Linked DNA regions of Hordeum vulgare: region 2 is linked to region 1. The links are chromatin contacts, called in public Hi-C maps. All regions are on one chromosome and are shown on one strand. The core of a region is the stretch at or near the end of the contact, and the rest is flanking DNA. Distances in the headings are between cores, read along the strand shown.

Evidence for each region. Hi-C and Micro-C count contacts between places; a contact is called where the count stands out from the background.
Region 2: a Hi-C map of leaf shows a contact between it and region 1, with 6 times the contacts expected there. The contact joins the promoter of LOC123448823 here to the enhancer-like site in region 1. A contact is called at or near these places in 4 of 6 Hi-C or Micro-C datasets (leaf and seedling) and 1 of 1 datasets of contacts at active chromatin or transcription factors (embryo).

What each region holds. Positions count from the first base shown.
Region 1 is chr4H:428,372,399-428,379,422 of MorexV3_pseudomolecules_assembly, forward strand. No RefSeq gene overlaps it. Among protein-coding and RNA genes, the nearest start is that of LOC123447897, 35 kb to the right of the region's middle. Within about 2 kb of position 3,698, at least 2 of the 3 cell types and tissues checked have open chromatin away from gene starts, as enhancers often do. A contact at or near this core is called in leaf, where this site is marked.
Region 2 is chr4H:428,767,294-428,774,317 of MorexV3_pseudomolecules_assembly, forward strand. It overlaps LOC123448823 (histone-lysine N-methyltransferase EZ1-like), which reads left to right and starts at 3,798. Exons shown (of 17, transcript XM_045125843.1): 1 at 3,798-3,986; 2 at 4,105-4,212; 3 at 4,283-4,617; 4 at 5,220-5,381; 5 at 6,132-6,216; 6 at 6,333-6,470; 7 at 6,579-6,626; 8 at 6,703-6,774. The coding sequence starts at 3,813.

The sequences.
Region 1 (7,024 bases), core at 2,448-4,947:
CTCAAGTTGCTAGAAATAGTGTTGTTTTAGAGGAGCTGAAATATTTCTAAGTCTGGAATCTGTTATTATTTTGTTGCTGTTTTGTTTTGCTTCTAGCTTGTGATCTGTAGCTCTTTTGAGGTTGGTCCAATGGAGTTAGTTGTACCCCTTGTGTTTCTCTAGCATGCTGTGAAGTTTCATGTCATTTGGACTCCTGTAGCTATAGGTTTTGCTGCTGTCAATATTGCTTCAGGCTGAAAACTGCACTTTCGTGAGGTGTTATTTTCACTAAGTCTGAAATAGTGCGTGAGATGCCATTTTGTGTCTTCTTTTCCTAGTGCTCCTTGCTGCCATGCTAGTTGTTGTTAGTTGTTTGTAGTGGTGCTTCTTGCCCTCTTCCGTGCCATGCCTTGCTTGAGCATCTCGGAGTTAGGTAGCCGAAGTTGTGAGGCGTAGAAATTGCTATGTGGCTGATTTTGGTAGATTGTAGTCATTTCTTGTTTTGCTCGTAGTTTTTGAACCGTAGCTCCGATTTGATCGTGTTCTACATGAAACTTGCTTAGGATCTTGTGTAGTTTCATTTTCTATTTCTGTTTGTATGTTTTGAAGTGCAAGTGACCGTCGTTGCACACATATTGCATTCATGCCATCATATCTTGCGATGCTTGTAACTTTTGATCCGTAGCTCCGTTGGAGATGTGCTTTATGTGTAGATTGCTTGCCTTGACGCGTAGAATCACGTGAACCTATTTGTTTTGCTGTTTAACAACCAATTAAATGCATTAGTTCAGATCTGGACAAAATTGGAAATTAACATGTGAGGTCGTTTCGGAGGTGCTATATGTCATTTCCGACCTCACTTAAAATGCCTAGATAGGTAGTTTAATTTCCGCTTCACCTCTTGCATGCTTGACAACATTAATATTGCCGTGTAGATAACCGGGAGTGAACTAAATAATTAACGTGGAGTTTCATCAATATGCAACTCGTGCATATTGAACTTCACTTAATGTGTAGGTGTGATTGTGTGATTTGTCATGCCGTGACTTGCATGTATTCAGTAGCTCATGCATCATATGTGTTGTGCATCGTGTGGTGAATATCGTGTGTTGATGCTTGTTTCCGGTTTCCCTGTCTCGATAGAGTTCCGCAAGCGTGTCGGATGTGAGGACCCGTTCGACTACGTCGGTTCGTCTGCTTCACGGAGACATTCTTCTTCCAAGCGGGATCTCAGGCAAGATGATCATTTCCCCAAATACCATTACTATCATTGCCATGCTAGTTTATCGCTTCTATCGTTTATGTCTCGTTGCCTACCACATGTTAAATATCAGCCTCTCAACAATGCTATGATTACCTTCAACCTGTTCGACCTAGCAAACCACTGATTGGCTATGTTACCGCTTGCTTAACCCTGTGTTAGCGTTACTAGTTGCAGGTGCAGTTGCTTCCATGTGAAACATGGGTTCCTTGTCATATCACCATATTTAAATGCTATTTAATTTAATGCACCTATATACCTGGTAAAAGGTGGAAGGCTCGGCCTTTCTAGCCTGGTGTTTTGTTCCACCTTTGCCCCCTTAGTTTTCGGCTACCGGTGTTATGTTCCATAATTGAGCGCTCCTAACACGATCGGGGTTGTTATGGGGACCCCCTTGATAATTCGTTTTAGATTAAAGCTGGTCTGGCAAGGCCCAACTTTGGTACTACATTTGCCTAATAACCTAATAATAATGCATAGGGACCCGCCGACACCCGCGGACTATTTTAATCAACCCCCGGGCCAGTGCTCCTCATGAGTGTTGGCCCCACCTGAGTGATGTCCGGCGCCCCTCTGGTCACCCGGAGGTTTAGCGATCCCGACGTCTAGCTCATCCGCCGTGTCCTGAGAACGAGGTACGCGACTCCTATCGGGATCGTCGACACGTCGGGCGGCCTTGCTGGATTAGTTTTACCTTTGACGAGATATCTTGTGCATCGGGATTCCGGTGATGCTTTGGGTAATCTCAGAGTTGAGGTTTTCCACTAGGGAATCCGACGAGATCGCGAGCTTCGTGATTGAGGATTTCTATGCGGCTTGTGGTAATTTGTGATGGACTAGTTGGAGCACCCCTGCAGGGTTAAATCTTTCGGAAAGCCGTGCCTGCGGTTATGTGGCAACGTGGAAGTTTTGTTTAACACTGGTTCTAGATAACTTAAAGTTAATCTAATTAAAATATGCCAACTGTGTGCGTAACCGTGACTGTCTCTTTCGTGAGTTTCTTCTCCGATCGAGGACACGGTGGGGTTATGTCTGACGTAGGTAGGTGTTCAGGATCATTCATTTGATCATGAGTAGTTCACGTCCGTTATGCGTAGATCTTCCCCCTCTTATTTCTTGTACTCGTAAGTTAGCCACCAAATATACGCTTAGCCGCTGCTGCAACCTCACCACTTAACCATGCCTCACCCATTAAGCTTTGCTAGTCTTGATACCTTTGGAAATGAGATTGCTGAGTCCCCTGTGGCTCACAGATTACTACAACACCAGTTGCAGGTACATGTAAAGGTTACTTGACGCGAGCGCGTTGATTGTTCATTTGGAGCTGCTTCTTCTTCTTCTTCTTCTTCTTCTTCTTCTTCATCGATCTAGGATGGGTTCCAGGCCGGCAGCCTGGGATAGCAAGGATGGACGTCGTTCTTCTTTCGTCGTTTGTTTTCGTCCGTAGTCGGACCCTGCTCTCACTCTTGATGATTATGTAATGTACTGATGTGACTCTGATGTAGCTTGTGGCGAGTGTAAGCCAACTCTTTATATATCTCTTCTTTTCAGTACATGTACTTGTAACGATATCCATTCTTGCGACACGACGAGATGCGCTTCTATCCTTGACGAGGCCCTCGTGCCAAATTAAGGATAGGGTCGCATCTTGGGTGTGACAGCGTGGGGGTGACCCCCTGTCGCAGCGAGCAACAGGGAGGAGTTCCCGTTTAGCATTGCTGTTCTAGGACGACCAGCCGCTACGTTCCATAGCAACATTTGACGGTCGTTTCAATTCTTTCTAGGCCGTCCTGCTGCGCATGCACGACGGTTTCCAGCTCGAACGCAAAGGCATTTCCTATTTGGTGCCACATGCACTAGTTAACATGCATTTTGGTTAACTCGCGCCTGTGGCTTTCTTAAATGGCCCGGCCCATCTAGGCACTGTTTGATGTTTTGTTTTGAAAATTATATGAATTTTTTTGAATATTGATGAACATTTTTAAAATTTCAGCGAATAGTTTTTAAGATTAATGAACTTTATGAATATGGATGAACTTTTTTGAATTTTGATTAACATCCTTTTGAAAAAGGATGATTTTTTTAAATATTTATGATCTTTTTTTAAATACATTAACTTTGTTTAATTTTATTGAAATTTTTACATATTTATTAAATTTTTATAATTTAATGAAATTTTCCAATATTGGATAAACTATTTTTTTCATTTTCATATTTCTTTCAAAGTGATGAACTCTTTTTTAACTTTATGAACCTTTTTTAAAGATATGAACTTTTCTTCAATTGCATGAAGCTTTTTACTTTAAATCTGTAAACCTTTTTTGATTTCATATTTTTATTTTTGTAACGAACAAAAATCAAAATAACAAAAACAGGGCAGCACTCTAATGGGTCGGCCCATGCTAGCAGTGCTGTACGCGTCGGATCGTTAACATGCTCGTGCAGCGCTGCATAGGTGCTCCCGAACGCAAACCCTATCGCCCACGACACTTCCTATTTCGTGTTGCTGGCGCTAGTTAACGGGTGCTTCTATACCGTGCTGCAAGCGTTCGTTCCCGCTCTTGGCGCTTGCAGCGCCCCATGCTGGATCGGCTCAATAAGAAGGTGGCCGCTCGATCCCATACACCAATCGCTGAATTTCTAAAAGATAAAATAGTCGCGGTTGAGTGGTTGACCAATTGGTCAACCATTTCCTTCCGAATTATTATTTCAAAATCATTATAGTAAAAAATGTTCATCATCTACAAACAACATCTAGAATTTGAAATTAGTTCACAAAAATATGAAAAATTCGTCCAATCTTTAAAAAAAACTATGAAAATATGAAAAAATGTTCATTAATTTTGACAAAAGTAAAAAAAAAAAGTTTTTCAAATTTTCAAAATAGTCACCAAAATTGACAAAAAGTCATTGAATTTTCAAAAGTTCATCAAATTTGGAAAAAAGTCGTAAGTTTGAAAAATGTTCATAAAATTTGAAAAAAGGTTCATTGAATTTAAAAAGAAATTTCAATTTTTTTTCAAAAGTTCACTAAATTTGAAATCAATTCTTAACAAATCAAAATAAATCTTGTATGTTTTAAAAAAGTTTGTTGAATTGGAAAAAAGTTCACAAATCTCAAATAAGTTCGTCAATTTTGAAAACAGTTCATCCATTTCAAAAAACAATTCAGCAAATTTCAAGAAAATTCATCAAATCTAAAAAAAAGTTCATAGATATTTTAAAAAATTAATAGAATTTTAATAAAGCCTTCGTAAAAATTTGAAAAAGGTTCATTGATTTGGAATTTTTTTTGTCCTTTTGAAAAAAAGTTCATAAAAAGAAGGCTGCGCTTTTTCAAAAAATGAAAAATTATATAAAAATAAAATGGAAATGAAGTAGTAATAAAAAGAGGAAAGAAAAGAAACAATAAAATAAAAAAGAGAAAAACCAAAGAAAAACAGGAAAAACCTCCTTTCCGTTGGAAGCTTCCACAAGTTTCACAAAAGCAGAAAAACATCTCTCAACGTGTATTTTGTTAACTGAAGTGTTTTTAAATGGACCAACCCATCTAACGTGGTCTTTCCTGTGTTCTTAGTCTGCATAAAAACAAGCTGTTTGAAGAATCGAGCCAGCGAGCTTCCGAGTCAAGGCAATCTGGTATAACCATCAAGGCACAGAGCAGGAGATGGCAAATTTCAATTTTTCTCTCTTTAATATTTATTTTTCCTCTTTCCTTTTTATGTTTTCCTTTTCCCCCTTTTTCATTTTCTATTTTCTCTTCTTTCGGGTGGATAATTTATTTAGCAAATACGTGAAATTTTATGCAAATAGATGATTTTTTTTATATTCGATGAACTTTTTTCAAGTAGATGAACTTTTTTTCAAATTCAATGAACTTTTTTAAATGTGATGCAGTTTTTTCATATTTGATGAACTTTTTTCAAAATTGATCAAATATTTTTCAAAGTCGATGAACCTTTTCCAGAATGGACAAACATTTTTGAGAATCAATGAACTTTATTAGAAATTGATGATCTTTTTTAAAAAATCGATAAACTTTTTTTAGAATCGATGAACTTTTTTAGAAAATCGATGACCCTTTTTAAAATAGGTGAGCTTTTTTCTTAAATCTGTGAAACCTTTTTTGATCTCACATTTTATAAGAAATAGGAAAACTGGGACATTTTTTCCCACTGGATCAATAGAAAAAAAGGAAAAAACAATTGGCTCTTAGCGTGATCGAGCGAAGCGAGCGACTGACTCAGTTTCGTTTTCTCGCGCGAGCGAGTGCACTCGTGGACCAGCCCATGCCAGCGACGCTGCACGCGCCAGCTTGATAACGGACGCGTACGCCACTGCATAGGAGGTCCCATCGCCTACTGCTGCTCCATCTTCATCTCCTTTACTTTCTCACACATCAAACATGGGACACTTTAAAAAACATGAGACACTTCTAGTAATCTCTAGTGGCACTGCCTTGGGGACTTTAACAAGGTACCAGGCCCGGGCCTGGGCATGTGCAGACGGTGCCAGCCGCAGAGGGCCCCAAATCTGAAGGGCCCCCGCATACGTATATATATATATATACTGCTTAGTCAGTCGATGATTCCAACTGAAGATGTTCGTCAAAACAGAAACATGTCGGACAATGACAAGTATCAGCTGTGCGGGATGCAAGATGCATGGAGACACTCGCTTATAGAATGCTCGGTTGCAAGGTGTGTCTGGGCTCTCGAGGATGAAGATATTGCAGATTATATCCACACAGCTACACAGCCTAGAGCAAAGGAGTGGTTGTTTGCAGCGATTGAGGATTTGCCTCATGCTAGGCTAACCAAACTGTGGTTACTTTGTGGGCTATTTGGTCTGCTCGTCGTAAATCTATCCACGAAGAAATTTTGCAGAGCCCCCATGCAACTAATGCTTTTGTAACCAACTATATTGCTGAACTTGCAAGCATGAAAGAAAAAGAGACAGGAGGAACTTGTTCTACCGCGAGTGCCCTAGGATCCAGCCCACTTGGTGGATTGCTCCTGCCCAAGGAGTAGCCAAGATTCAGGTTGATGGGGGTATCTCCAGGAATGGTAGTAAGGGTGCAGCGGCAACCATTTGCCGTGATCACATGGGACATTTCTTGGGTTCTTCAGCACTGGTTTTCACTGGAGTCACGGGTCCTGTCATGGTTTTGTCACGGCAGATGTTCTCGTGAGAGAACTTAGGTGTGAGGCCATCGCAACCATGCGGCGGCTTGAAGGGGTTGGTCGGAATCGAGAGACGCGAGTTTACCCAGGTTCGGCCCCTCCGATGGAGGTAAAAGCCTATGTCCTGCTTGTGTTTCATTGATGAAGACGATGATCTCGATTACAAGGGTGCAGACTCGCCACCTCTAATCTCGTGGTGTCTAATCTGTCTATCTCATGATTTGTCTTGTCTAGACCTAAGTTGTGAATCTTGTCCCTCTTAGGGCGCCTTACCCCTCCTTATATAGGTGGAAGGGGTAGGTTTACATGTAGAGTCCTACTAGGAGTAGGAATAGGACCAGTCTCTCTTGAATCCTAATCCGGGTCTTGTTTCCTTTTTGTGGGAGTCTTTCCTCTTCTTGGGCCTTCTCTTGTGAGTCGGCCCTCCTGGCCTCTCTATGAGTTGCCTTATGCCAGGGTGCACGCTGGGCCTTGGGCCTTCATCATTTATCTAAGTCATCTATGGGGACAAGTATGAGTCGCTCACCAGGTCACTGCTGAGTCGCCGGTGAGTCGCCAAGTCCTTTGGCGGGTCATACTCCAAGCCGGGTTACACTGCGGG
Region 2 (7,024 bases), core at 2,548-5,047, 390 kb after region 1:
CGGACGACAATGCTTGAATGCTTGTATAGTCTGGTCGAATGCCCAGAATAAGTGGTCCAGGATTTGCTCGTCCAGGTTCAATGGATTTGGACGTTCTTTCCGGAAAACTTGAGTCCCCCTGTTAGCAACTGAAATCTGATGCAACATTCTAGGGGCAAAAGAGTACGCCTCCTCGTAGGTTCCATACAACCTCTGAAATATCTTTTCCTTTGCATGACGAGCCTTGCTATAGCTGACAGGGAAACCAATCAGATCAGATGCAGTTGCACGCAAAGCCCTAATACTAATATTAAGACTTTGCTGCACAATGGTTTGCATCACCTGTGACACATATTCTGCAGTCACATTGCGGTGCTCTGAAAGAGTGCCGGTTTGCTCACAACCATGTTGCTCTATTTTTGTGACATGCCATGGCTGACATACCCCAGGCTTCTGGCGAGCAATAACTCTTCCGCGGCAACCCGCTTCGCGATGGATGCATATGAGCTTCAACTCCTTTTTATCAGACTGCTTCACTCTATGTTGCCTGTGTATAGCAATTGCATAGCTATGTATTGCTTGTTTAGCAGATTTCTTATCTGGGAAAATCTGTTCAACGGCCAGACTCCCCGCGTCTAGGCCAGCAACAGAGTGAAATTCATTGGTGATGCTCATAACCTGTAAAAACTCTGGGTTTAGTGCTGCAGCGACCGCCTTCTCAGGAGGAACAACTTCATCATCATCTGATTTCGAAGACGCAGAAGAATGACCATCATCGTCATCATCTAGCGCCTCCGGCAATCCCTCGACATGTTCGCTCATGTCAACGACCGCAGACCAATATCCCGTGTCATACACTTGTTGGCCACCTGTTGGTTCCGATGGGCCGGCGTCGGGGGCTACAGTTATGGCCATATGTTCGCCACCACTTGGTTCCGATGGGCCGGCGTCGGGGGCTACAGTTATGGCCAACTGGGCCTCACCGGCACTGCTACTGCACTCGGCGACATCATTGGCAGAAATGAACTCCACATAAACCATGGGTTGTCCATACATGGAGTTATTGGGATTGCTTGCAAAACCCATGTACGACGCCCATGCTCTTTCACCAGTAACCCGTCGCAGAACCCAACGATTTCCTCCCTCAACCACGAAAGCCTCCAGGGTCATTTTTTTTCCATTCATCGCTGAACCAAACACCGATCGGATGCACCTTCTAACTGCCGCATACTCTACATTAACCATGTCTTTCACTACAACCGTAGTCATCCCGCACCTAGACACATCCACACCAGAAGGACCCTCACGTACGATGTGCCCATAAAACACTAACAAATTTTCCATAGTACCTAACGAGCAGCCATATGTACATCGTTAGTCCATTAGAAATCATATTTTTATATTTACATTGTAATAACAGCATCCATTACTTATCTTTTTTACATATAACAATTTAACAACATCCATTACATCTACGCATAATAATTTATATTGTACCATTTATCGTGACACTCCATCTATAAAATAAATAGAAGATGAATTACAATATGTCATTCATACCTCTAGTTTAAATAAGGATATCGTTCCGAATATAATATATCACCAGAATAATATCAGCGAATTCCACCTATTTTCATATGAACAAAAATATTACACACATAATTATTTCCGTGCTAGCAAATGTCTAAAAATACATACTGCATGCATATATATATATCACGAGTCATATTTCTACGGGGTTGACAAATTATCACATAAACAAATATATTACACACGCGTCTTGCATGTAATAATACTAATGGAGATAACATATTATTACATGTTTTTTACAAAAATGCTAGTTACATAGGCATTTTTCCGGCTCCTTTCTAAATATCAGTTGTATGCAAACACGAACAAATCATCGGTAATATATGAACAGAGTCGATCTATTATCACATGAACACAAAGATGAACAGAGTCTCATACCTTGATCTTCAACTTAGTAGTTCATATCGCATGACAAAATAGTTCCACAAAAGTGATAATACACTCCCTAAGACAAAAGATAAACACATACTAATTAGAAACTAATCAAACAAAATAAAAACATCATGCATGCAAACACGACCAACATGAATGGAAAACTCTTACCTTGATCTATCTTTTCTTCAACTACAACGTCTTCAAAATCTAACTTTAACCGTCCTAAATCGGCACTTAAACCGTCATATGGACTAGTTCTTGAGAGAAACAGAAGAGAGTGAGAAAGAGAAGCAGTGTGGGTTCAAGCAAAGAAGAGAAACGAGTGAGAGAGGAGGCAGCGACGCAGCTCCTTTATACAGAAAATTTTGGCACTGTTTTGTCGGTGGAGAGCGGGAAAAATTTCGACGGTGCACATTGCGTGGGAATCAGCCGACAGCGTGGGAATCAGCGCTGTCAGCAGGTGGGAATTAGCGCCGTCATGCACAGAACAGGCCGCCGGCTGCCGAGGCGGCAGGGCCCGCCTGGCCGCCTCCTCTCGTGGCGGCATGTCCCACCACTGCCTAGCCGTTCCGTCGCAGAACCGCTGGAACGGAAATCCCAGCCGGCCGCCTCGCGCCATGGTGGCAGGCCCCAGCCGCCTCGGGCCGTGGCGGCAGGTGACACGCGTCGCCTGGTGCGCCTGCCGCCACGGTGGGTGGGGGTCTTTTCTGCCACTTTCGTCCACAGCTGGTCCTTTCCGACAAATGCACTCGGCAAGGGGTCCTTTTAGACAAAAATTCGTCAGCTCGCCGGCACACCGCACACATGCTCATGGACGCACGACACACATGCAAAGCCCGAAGCGTTGGAGTGAGGACTAAGGACCTGACTTGTACGCTGGACGGCCGCGACAGTGGTGACGGCGTTCGGCGAAGGAAGAACATCAGCCGTAGGGAAGTGGGTGGACGGTGGTCACGCTCGGGCGACAGCTTGGGCAGGGGCCAACACGGTGCAGATTGCGAAGAAGGAAAAGCATGCCCTCTCGGCGAGGTAGTTCACACTTGAGAGCGGCCTCGACGTTGTGGTGTAGCCGAGCACGAGCGCACAAGCTGGGCATGTCGGCGTGACTCCGATGTGTTTCTACGGTTTTCACTTGCTACCATTGGATTCATAACAAACGGCCTGCATGTATTGACGTTCCTATGCATTATTCCCTCCGTTCTTAAATACTCTCTCCGTTTTTTTTGTCTGCATATAGGTTTGGTCAAAGTCAAGCTTTGTAAAATTTGACTAACTTTATATTAAAAAATATCAACATTCACAACATGAAATCAATATTATCGGATGCACCACGAGATGTATTTTCATACTATATAATTTTAATGTAATAGATATTCATAATTTTTGATATTAATTTGGTTAAATTTTTATGTTGTTTGATTTTGACCAAATCTTATAACGGAGGGAGTAATTGTATAGTTGGGGACTCCCTAACTAGAATTATTTAGGTGTAGACGAAGTAATATCATTTACGTCAGAGGATCTCGATTAGGTACAGAAGAAGTAGTATCCTTTACGTCAGAGGATCTCCCTAGATCGATCTTCCTCCTCACCTGCCCAGCTGATTCAGATCCTGCACACCCTCACGATGGTCGCAGATTGATAGAAACTCCCGCCTGCCGGGGGAAATCCGTCGAGAGCGAGACGGCACGTACACGTACACGTAATCCGTAATCCGACGTACGAAACGCCTGGATCAGCCGCCATCACTGAGCCACTTGACGTGAGCCCACCCAGAAGCCCGTGCAGCGAGAGGCCCCCACTGACACCAGGCCCACCACCTGTCAGACATCCGGTACCCTCCGCAAAGAGGATCCTATACCCTGCCTATGCTGCTACTGCCAACTAGTACTACTGGTAGTGCAGAAGCGCAGAGCCGTCGCGTCGACAGAGGACAGAGAAGTCAGGCCTCCTCGCGTCGCGGAGCAGGAGGTGGTCGGCCTGCGGCGGCTCGCGCCATCGCCATGGCCTCCGACTCCTCCTCCCACCGGGACGGCCCCAAGGTATCCTTCGCCGTCCTTCGATTCCCCTAGCCGCCCGGTTCCCCACCTCGATCTCCCTCCCGAATCTGATCGGTTTCGATCCTTTTCCGTCCCCTTGTTTTTTTCTCGTGCTCCGCAGCGGCCGGATCAGGGGCTCGGCGTGGGCACCTCCGCGCTCATGGCGCTCCACGGGAAGCTGACGCAGATGAAGCGCCAAATCCAGCAGGCCCGCCTCGCCTCCATCAGGGTAAAGCACCGGCCGCATCTACGGAATTGCGAGTTTCGGGTCACTCAATCTGATCCTCCTGTTTTGGCAGGAGAAGCTGGAGGCAAACAGGAGGGCGCTGCAGAAGCACACCTGCGGCCTGTTCGATGTGGCCGCCAAGGCGGAGGCGGCGTCGAGGGGCTCTGAGAGCAGCAACGTGCTGTCGCAGCTCGCCGCGGACGGCCAGTCCAGGATCGTTGGGTGGAACCTAGCGAGAGGGTCGGGGGAGAGGGAGGTTGTGCACGTGCAGGAGGAGAACCTGTCCGCCGACGGGACGCTCGTGCTCTCAAGCTCCGGCAACGGCGCACAGACCATCGTTTTGCAGCTTGTGAAGCTGCCATCGGTTGATAAGATTCCTCCCTACACCACGTGGATCTTCCTGGACAAGTATAGTGTTGCTACTCTATTTGACCAGTTTGATGACTTAATACCATTATAGGTTATTCTTCAGTTCTACAGTAGCTCATATGCCATATAGAGTTCACTTGAGATATATGAGAGGATACTTCAATGTGCATGCATTTAGATGAACAACTTAGTCATGAACTCATGATAGAGTTGATTAACTTGAGATATATATCGGAGGATACTTGATTGTGCATGGTTCAGACAGACGAACAACTTAGTCATGCAAGCCATAACTAGAAAATTTTCGTTTTAGCTTCGGGAGCTGCATAAGAATTTGACAAATCATATATTTACTTACTCGAGCATGACACTTCAGATAGCGTTATTACTGATATTGCTCTGGGATTAAGTGGGGAAATTTGACTTCCGTAGTTTAAGAACATATGCAAATCCGTAAGTGATCATTCCGAAAAATATGACTATTGACATGATTGATGTGTCGTGCTACTTAGCAAAAGTTTATTAGCTGGATTCATTCTGAGTAGTTTGATTTTGTTAAATGGCTCATACGTCGGTGTAAGGACAATTCTTGCATTTCTTTTGTCTTTGATATTTATTCTTTCTGAAACAACACAGCGCAGAAACCAAAGAATGGCCGATGATCAATCAATTGCTGGTAGAAGGAGAATTTACTATGATTCAGCTGGCAACGAGGCTCTAATCTGCAGTGAAAGTGATGAAGAAATTCCACAACCTGAGGAAGAGAAGCATGTTTTCACTGAAGGAGAAGATCAGCTAATATGGTAATAATAGAATCTATATTGGCCAATCGAGATGCTTTTTTTATGCTTATTGATGTTAAACTTGAAAATGCTTGTTGGCTAGCACATATTCTAGAAGGACTTAGTAGTAGACTATTCTTTAATACTTTGTGTTATCGTCAATTTTGCCATCTTCTCACTTATCCATGGTATTGGAGATGCAATGTTGGTCTCTTCACAACCTGTGCTACTGAAAACCGACAGGTTCCTTTTTGAAAGAAACCACAAGCTTTTTCAATATTTGTGTTATTTAGTTTACGACTTCCGCATTTTTTCGTTGAATGTTTTAATATGAATCTACTTATATTATACTTTGCGAACATTTGTGTAACCAAGACTAAATATTTAATCGACTGCTATTTAGCTGACATTATTAGTTAAATAGAGACAAGTTGTCCGTACATGGGTACACTTCTCGAGGCCATAATGACTTGTGACAAAAGTGCTCATTTAGTCAAGCAATGTGATTAAATTGCTTGTACATATTTGAATAAGAATATACCTTTTTAAAGACGCAAAAGTTTTGCGTTTTCTCAAAAAAAAAAAGAACAAGAATTAGAACTCCTTAGTTAGATCCGGTTAACTTAATCATTATTATCCTGCAAGAATAATGACTACTTTGCAACATTGTTCCTATCATATGATATCATGGCAATGCCATCCACATCTCTTTAAAATCAAAGTTGCAAAAAAAAGTATAAATACTTGTCTGATTCTGACAATCTGCTGCAGGAAAGCTACTCAGGAACATGGGTTAAGCCAAGAGAATTTTAATGTTATCTGTCAGTTTATTGATGCATCTCCTTTAGAAATCGAGGTGACGTGCCAGGAAAAACACAAATTTCTTTTAGTGAGATCTTCATTCAGTGATGTCACCATGGAAAGCACACGTCTTTTGACTTACAACCGCTTCTATTGATTTCACTAAAACAGGGTAGATCTGAATTTCTGTTTGAGAAAAATGAGAAGCACTCTGAATTTTCTGATAAGACAGAGAGCCAACTTTCTCTTGACAAGACTGTGGATGTGGTTTTGGATTCTTTTGATAATCTCTTCTGCCGTAGATGTTTGGTACATTCTACTTCTGGGAATCTATCACTTCTTGTCTTGTTTTTAATGTCGGATTTTGCAATTACGTTCATCAGGGTGTGATTTATTTGATGATATATGTTCATTCAGGTTTTTGATTGCCGTCTCCATGGCTGTTCTCAAAACTTAGTATTCCCAGTAAGTAGCAAGTCATTTCATGTTCTAATAAAATTACCGTTCTGCGCTGCTAAGCATTAACTCTTATTCTTGTCAGAGTGAGAAGCAACCCTGTGGGTTTGAGCTTGATGGATACAAGAGTCCATGTGGTGACCAATGCTACCTTCGAGTATGCTTCACCTCAGATTTTACAATTATATTCATTGGCATTAACTTATTTTTCTTTAGATTTTCAGTTAAATCGTACAAGCCACTGTAGCAAATCTATGAATGGCATGATCCACTGATCCAAAGATACTAAAGAACTTAATTTTTATGATTCACTCTGTTATGCACATCTGCAAAATTTTGATTTTAAATTTGACTGTGTTACTGAGAACCAAAAAGACAAGTGATAGTTGTATTACATATGAACACTT